2 separate regions of the Rattus norvegicus genome follow, and region 2 is linked to region 1. A link is a contact called in public Hi-C data. All regions are on one chromosome and are shown on one strand. Each heading gives the region's core, a stretch centred on a gene start, on an enhancer-like site or on the middle of the called end of the contact. The rest is flanking DNA. Distances are from core to core; before and after follow the strand shown.

What was found. Hi-C and Micro-C count contacts between places; a contact is called where the count stands out from the background.
Region 2: a Hi-C map of the A7r5 cell line shows a contact between it and region 1, with 9 times the contacts expected there. The contact joins two enhancer-like sites. A contact is called at or near these places in 9 of 12 Hi-C or Micro-C datasets (the A7r5 cell line, Schwann cells, frontal cortex and 4 more).

What each region holds. Positions count from the first base shown.
Region 1 is chr13:32,234,811-32,237,905 of GRCr8, forward strand. It overlaps Clasp1 (cytoplasmic linker associated protein 1), which reads left to right. Exons shown (of 43, transcript NM_001427589.1): 37 at 2,836-2,986. Among named protein-coding and RNA genes, the nearest start is that of Tfcp2l1, 50 kb to the right of the region's middle. Within about 2 kb of position 1,386, at least 3 of the 93 cell types and tissues checked have an H3K27ac peak or open chromatin away from gene starts, as enhancers often do.
Region 2 is chr13:32,420,495-32,423,913 of GRCr8, forward strand. No RefSeq gene overlaps it. Among named protein-coding and RNA genes, the nearest start is that of Tfcp2l1, 140 kb to the left of the region's middle. Within about 2 kb of position 1,902, at least 3 of the 93 cell types and tissues checked have an H3K27ac peak or open chromatin away from gene starts, as enhancers often do.

The DNA.
Region 1 (3,095 bases), core at 136-2,635:
AATATCATGACCAAGGAACTTAAGGAAGACTTAATTTGGGCTTATGGTTGGCTCCAGAGGGATCATGGCAGAGAGGCATAGCAGCAAGTGGCAGGCATGACAGTGGAGAGCTGAGCTTCAATTGTGAACATAAAGCAGAGTGGACAAACTAGGCTGAGACCATAAACACTCAAAGCCTACCCCAAGAGATGTCCTTCAACAAGGGCACCCCTCCTGAACCCACCAAACAGTGCCACCAGTTCGGGGACCAAATGGTCAAATATCAGAGCCTGTGTGGGACATTCTCATTCAAACTACTAAATTCCACTCCCTGACCCCCCCCCCATAGACTTATAGCCATATGATGATACAAAATGTGTTTTACCCAATTTCAAAGCTCCCATAGTCTTCTCAATCTAAAGCCTAGTCTCTTGTGAGACTCTAGGCAATCAATCTCTTAACTGTAACTCCCTGTAAAACCAAAGGGCAACTTATGTATTTCCAACATATAATGGCACAGAAGAGACATTACCATTTTAGAAGGAAGGGATGGAGTATAATTGGGAAATACTGGGCAAACATAAGACTGAAATCTGGCACAGTAAATGCTGAATCCTCCAGGTCCATTGTATGGGGCTTTCATTTCAAAGGGGTCAGCGTACTCTGCCCTTCCAGCTGTGCTGCCCGTGGCGTCTGTCCCTTCCTTGGGCTGGTTCTCCTTCCTGTGTACAGCTTTCCTTGGCAGTATTTCATGGCTCTGGTATCTCCAATGTCTTGAAGTCTCCACTGTGGACAGCCTTTACTCTCACAGCTCTACGAAATAGCCTCTCGTAGCCGCTTGCTGTCTCCGGGCGTCCCCACCACACACTGTCTGTCTTGAGTGGCTCTGAAACTTGAGGAAGGATCTTCCCCTCTTGCATCTTTCATGCCTCTAAAGCCAGTACCACATGGACAGCCCTACCTAGGCCAGCACAGCAGTGCAGTGAAAGCTTAGCTGGGTGGTCTTGCCCTAGGGCACACTTCCCTTTGTTGCTGTGAATCTGAGAGTCTGGTGAATAGCCTCTGTCTTAGCACAGGTCTTGCCTACAACATGGAGCTTCTCAGCCCGCCTTTCTCTCCATATTGTACTTTCTATTTCTCTCTAACCCATTTGTGTTTCCTTGAAGACTGTTTCAGTAACAGCCATGCTACAGATTCAATGTTTTACCTTGTCTTGAAATTTCCTGAACCAAAGAAATTAGTCCATTACTTTTAAATTTAGCCTCAAGCAGGTTCTTAGGATTAGAGCAATCAGATTCTTTCCCAAAATATCACAGCAACAAGCCAAGTCCTAATACTGTTTCCCTCTGACACCTCTTGAGCTGGGCCAATGCAGTCTACATTGCTCTCCACACCTGCTGTCTTCTGGGATCCTACAGGATGGCTCTGGAGAGCAATAAATCATTTCTCTAGCTCAGCGTTCCAAAGTCTTCCACACACTAGCGTGGCCAGGTTGTTCAGAGCAGTAGCCCAGTCTCTGGTACCTACTTATGTGTTAATATTCTTCTGTGCTATGATGGCACACCATGACCAAGAGAGCATCTAGAAGGTTTATTTAGGTTTACAGTTCCTGAGGGTAAGAGTCCATCATGGTGTGAAGCATAAAAGGAGCAGTCATGGAACCAGGAAGAGAAAGCCGAGAGCTCACATCTTCCAAAGCAAGGGTGATTCAGAGAGCATACTAGAGAGCAGGCAAAGCTTCTTATTGTCAAAGCCCACACCCAGTGACATACTTCCTCCTAATACCCACACCCCAAACAGTGCCTCCAAATAGGGACCAAGTATTGAAATGCCAGAGCCTGTCCTGTAGGAGACAGTCTCACGTAAACTACTCCAAATGCTTTCTCAAAACAAGTGGTGTTTAAACTAAGCTGTTCTGTCTTCAAACTGTCCCTAGTTGATTGTCCCACCATGCTTTGCAGTCGTCCTTGTCTATGCATCCTGTGCTTTTTTTTTTTTTTTTTTTAATGTCTCAGGAAAGATGTGTGGTGTTTTTTCTCATGACACTCTCTGTTGAGTGCCCTTTTCATACATCTAAAGAACATTTGTTGACATAACTGCAGGACACCACACTGTCTTTTTTTTTTTTTTTAAAGCATTTCTGCTTTGTGGTGTATTACTGTTAGTGTCTCAAAGGATAGCAGTTGGCATCACTTTTCCAAAGGGGACAGCTATTGTTTCTAGAAGTGTTTTTCGATGTTCATTCAAGAGGGTGGCTCTCTTTAAGATCTGCCTTAACAAAAGAATCTGGTATTCCCATCAAGCTCCTGGGTTAGGCCACATGGGGTTTGGAGCCCCAGGGGCCCAGTGAGGGTAGGTCTGACTTTGAATCCCAAGCTGTTGTTTTTTGACATAGGGCTTGATTGTTTCTCTGCATTGGATTCTGGTGTGCCTAGCTGGGTCTTGTGAAGTGGTTTGCTTTGCTTCTCAGAAGTGTCTGTAATTCTAGCTTATTGCCATGTGCCTGTTCCTCTAGAGTTTGTACATTTGAGACCAGTAACAAGTAAACTAGCTTTTTTTCATCTTCAAGATAAGAAAGTCACCTTCCACCGTCATCCCCGTGTACATTCGGTCACCTCCGTCACTCCTGCGTTCTCTCATCCTTGTGCTTTTGTTCTCACTGCTTCCTGGGTGCTGGTGCGATGTGTCTGGGACTGGCTGTGACATGCAAGATGGCCAGTGGCAGGCCCTGACAAGAGCTGCCCCCTTGTGTTCCAACTAACTGAAAACCTTACTCTAAATTATGAACCAGCTAGGCCTGTGTCTTGGTTTTATGCACATACCTCAGTTTCTCAGAAAATACATTTTTAATTATAGCATGCTGGACTATGACACGGAGAACCTGAACTCTGAGGAAATCTACAGCTCTTTGCGTGGAGTTACAGAAGCCATCGAGAAGTTCAGCTTCCGAAGCCAGGAGGATCTAAATGAGCCAATCAAGCGAGATGGCAAGAAGGATTGTGATATCGTGAGTATCCTGGGCCAGGGCATGACTCCCTGGCAGTTAAGTGGCAGCAACTAGAGACTTTTCCCAAACTCAGCTCCCTGGTGACTATTTTCTGCCCTGGTGTTAAAGT
Region 2 (3,419 bases), core at 652-3,151, 190 kb after region 1:
GCTTTGGCACACAGGATCAAGTCAGATGACCCATGTGCTGACCTGGGCAAGCTGGGGGTAGGGAGAGTCCAGTCCTTAAAGGGTGCCGCGTGTCTCTATAGCAACAGCCGCTTTGAGTAGCTCACTCTGTGTGCGAGGGCTGTCTGGCTAGCTGAAGTCAGAAGAAGGCCAGCGAATGAGGAGCTTCTGAGGGTATCGATATGGAGCAAGCTGGCTCTGGGACTGCCCACAGTACCCCAGTGAGGAAGCACTGAGAAATCTCCCTCGGGGTGGGGGACCCCAGGAGAGAGAGGGTGCTTACCCCTCTGAGCCTACCTCTGCAAAAGATGCGTTCTTTGGGAGAGTTGACTACTGAATGGTTACTGCTGACATCCATAACTGGTCCACATGCTCAGGATACGTGACTGCTCAGCCCTAAGCCCATCTATAGCTGCATCACGTTCTCCAGGGTTCAGGGACATTGTGGAAGAGGAGGAGGAAAGACTGTAAGAGGTGGAGAAGGGGTGAAATGCTGGGGAATGTGGTCTTATGAATGTGACACAGGCTTTGTGCCCTTGAACTCACGTGAACTCTGATTACCTGCACAAGAATTACCAAGATCAGGCCTGTCTAGTTTTGTACAGACTTGACATAATCTGGAGTCATCGGAGCTGAGGGAGCCTAAGTTGAGAATATGCCTCCAAAGATGGCAGTGTAGGAAGCCTCGATAACTGATGGGGGAGGGCCCAGCTCATTCTTGGGCCAACCCTGAACTGGTGGTTCTGGGTTCTATAAAAAAGCAGACTGAGCAAACATTGGAGAGCAAATCAGTGGGCAGCACCCCTCCATGACTTTTGCATCAGTTCCTGCCCTGATGTGTGAGCAAAATAAATCCTTTCCTCTCCAAATTGCTTTTGGTCATGGTGCTTCCTCACAGCACTAACAACCTGAAGACAGGGCCCATCACCATAAAACAGAAGAAGGCTTGTAAGGCCTCACCCCTTTCTGAGGAACCACAGGCAGTTAGCAGTTACTACAGGACAGACATTGTCTGTAAATACCCCTCACTCGTGCTTCTGTAAGTAATCCTAATTAAACTCGCTGGTTCACTCTCAAAATGGCATGAAACAAGAAGACTAGGTGGGAAGAAGAGGCCAGCAGGCGTGGGAGGGGACAAGAGAACGTGATCAAAATTCAGTCCGAATTTGTATGAGAACATCATAATGCAATCTATTCCTGTGTATAATTCATAGGAAACTTAGAAATATTATTGGATAGAGCACCAGAGAGATGGCTCAGCCAGTAAAAGTGAACGGAGAGAACCTGCTTCACAAGGTTGTCCTCTGATCTGTACACGGGTATACACCCACGTACTATACACCACACACACACACACACACACACACACACACACACACACACACACACACACCGATGCACACAATAATAATAATAATGACGACATTAAAATCTTAGTGACAGATCTGAAGGCTGAGGGCTACAGATTTGCACCACCCAGCCCTAAGCTGGCTCCCTAGTGAGTCCATCATCCCGCCCCCAGGCCTCATTAATATGACACTTGCATCCTCTGTTTCCAGGTGGCGAACACATGGAAGTCATCTGCCCCGCACGGTGCCCTACTTTTCCCAGTGATGATTTTCTGACACCACAGAGAAGAGCAGGAAACATCTACTTTCAAGGTCTCACTTTGTGATCAACCCTGTCCCTAGGCCAGACAGGACAAACCCGGATGGCCTCTGTGCCCACCAATGCCACCTCCTAGAGTAACAAAGGGGAGAGTATCCAACTGTGCATCGGACTCCTGCAGAAAGCCAAGTGCTTTTCTTCCAAGAGAGCAGTCAGCTCAGCCTGGGAGACTCATCTCTCCAAACTGAATGCTCCTTGCACCCTACCTCATTTCTGGCCATATACTACCCTCTGCTGGCAAGACAGAGTCTACATGTAAGAGGACTAAAGGAGAGCCGTGGGAACTTCCACAGCTGCTTCATCTGTTAAGACAACACACATGGCGGTGTGATGGCTGATGCAGATTTCTCATGCACCTCTCTATGAGTGGGTGATGTGTGTGCATCTGTGTTTGCATGTTTGCTTGTGTGTGGGTGTACGTGTGTTTGCAGGTTCTAGTCAGCCTGTGTCAGCAGCAAGCAGAGGTTGAGGTTGGATATTTTCTTTGATCGTTCTTCACTTTACATATGAGGCAAGGTCCTTCACAATCCCAGAGTTTGCCAGTTCATCTAACTCACCAGCTTGCTTGGGGGTTCTCATCTCTGTCTTTCGAGCTGTGAGATTACAGGTGGGCTGTCACCCCAGACAAGTATATGAGAATTACATGTGCATGCCACCACATCTGACTTAAAAAATGAAGCCTTTGAAACAACGTAAAAGTCGCATCTATATGTGTGTGTGCATGTGCATGTGTGTATGTGCATGTGTGCATGTGCATGTGTATGCATGTGTGTGTGCATGCATGTGTGCATGTGTGTATATGCATGGGTATGGGCATGTGTGTGTGCGTGCATATGTGTGTGCGTGCATATGTGTGTATGTGCATGTGTGTGTTTGTGCATGTGTGTGTGCATGTGTGTGTGCATGTACATGTGTGTATGTGTATGTGCACGCACACATGCGTGTGGTTTCATGGACTTATATGTACACCACATACATACATGTTCCTGTGGAAGCAGAGAGGGCACTGGATCTCCTGGAACTGGAGCTGTAAGTTGCCTGATACCCCTGTGCTGGGAACTGACCTGGATTATCTGCAAGAGCAGCCAGCTTTTAACCACTGAGCTTGCTCTCAGGACCCCAACACCCAGCTTTTCATGCAGTCACCGAAGTGAACAGTCAGGTCAGCCTAGATCCTCCTGCTTTCAGAGTGTATCGGTTACCTTCCTGTTGCTGTGAAGAAACACCATGACCACGTCCAGTTACAGAGGCTTGGGTTAATGGTTCCAGAGGGAGAAGAGTCCATCGTGATAGGAAGCATCTTGGCGAGCAGCGGGATAGCAGCTGGAGTATGGAGCTGAGACACCACATCTTCAACCCCAAACACAAGCAGACAGCAGTCTGTGAGGGGGCAGGCCCTGCCCCAGTGACCACCTCCTAAAGGTTCTGCAACCTTCCCAACAGCTCCAGCAGCTGATGCCCAGGTATTCAAACATGTAGAGCTATGGGAGACATTTCTCATTCAAACCACCACCCACAGCAAGCTTTCTCAACTATCTTCACTGATTCCTACTTCTGTCTTCTGTGGGACTTAAAGCCAGTGACTATAGGTTCCTTAGGCTCCAGATGCTCCCAGAGTGACCTATGGCTTCAGGGGTCATCTGCCACTGGGCTTTGGGTTTCCCTACGTTTGGCTCCCATTGGCTTCCCTCTGTCATATATATCCAGGTGGCCTCTGTCTCTCTGTCTGTCTG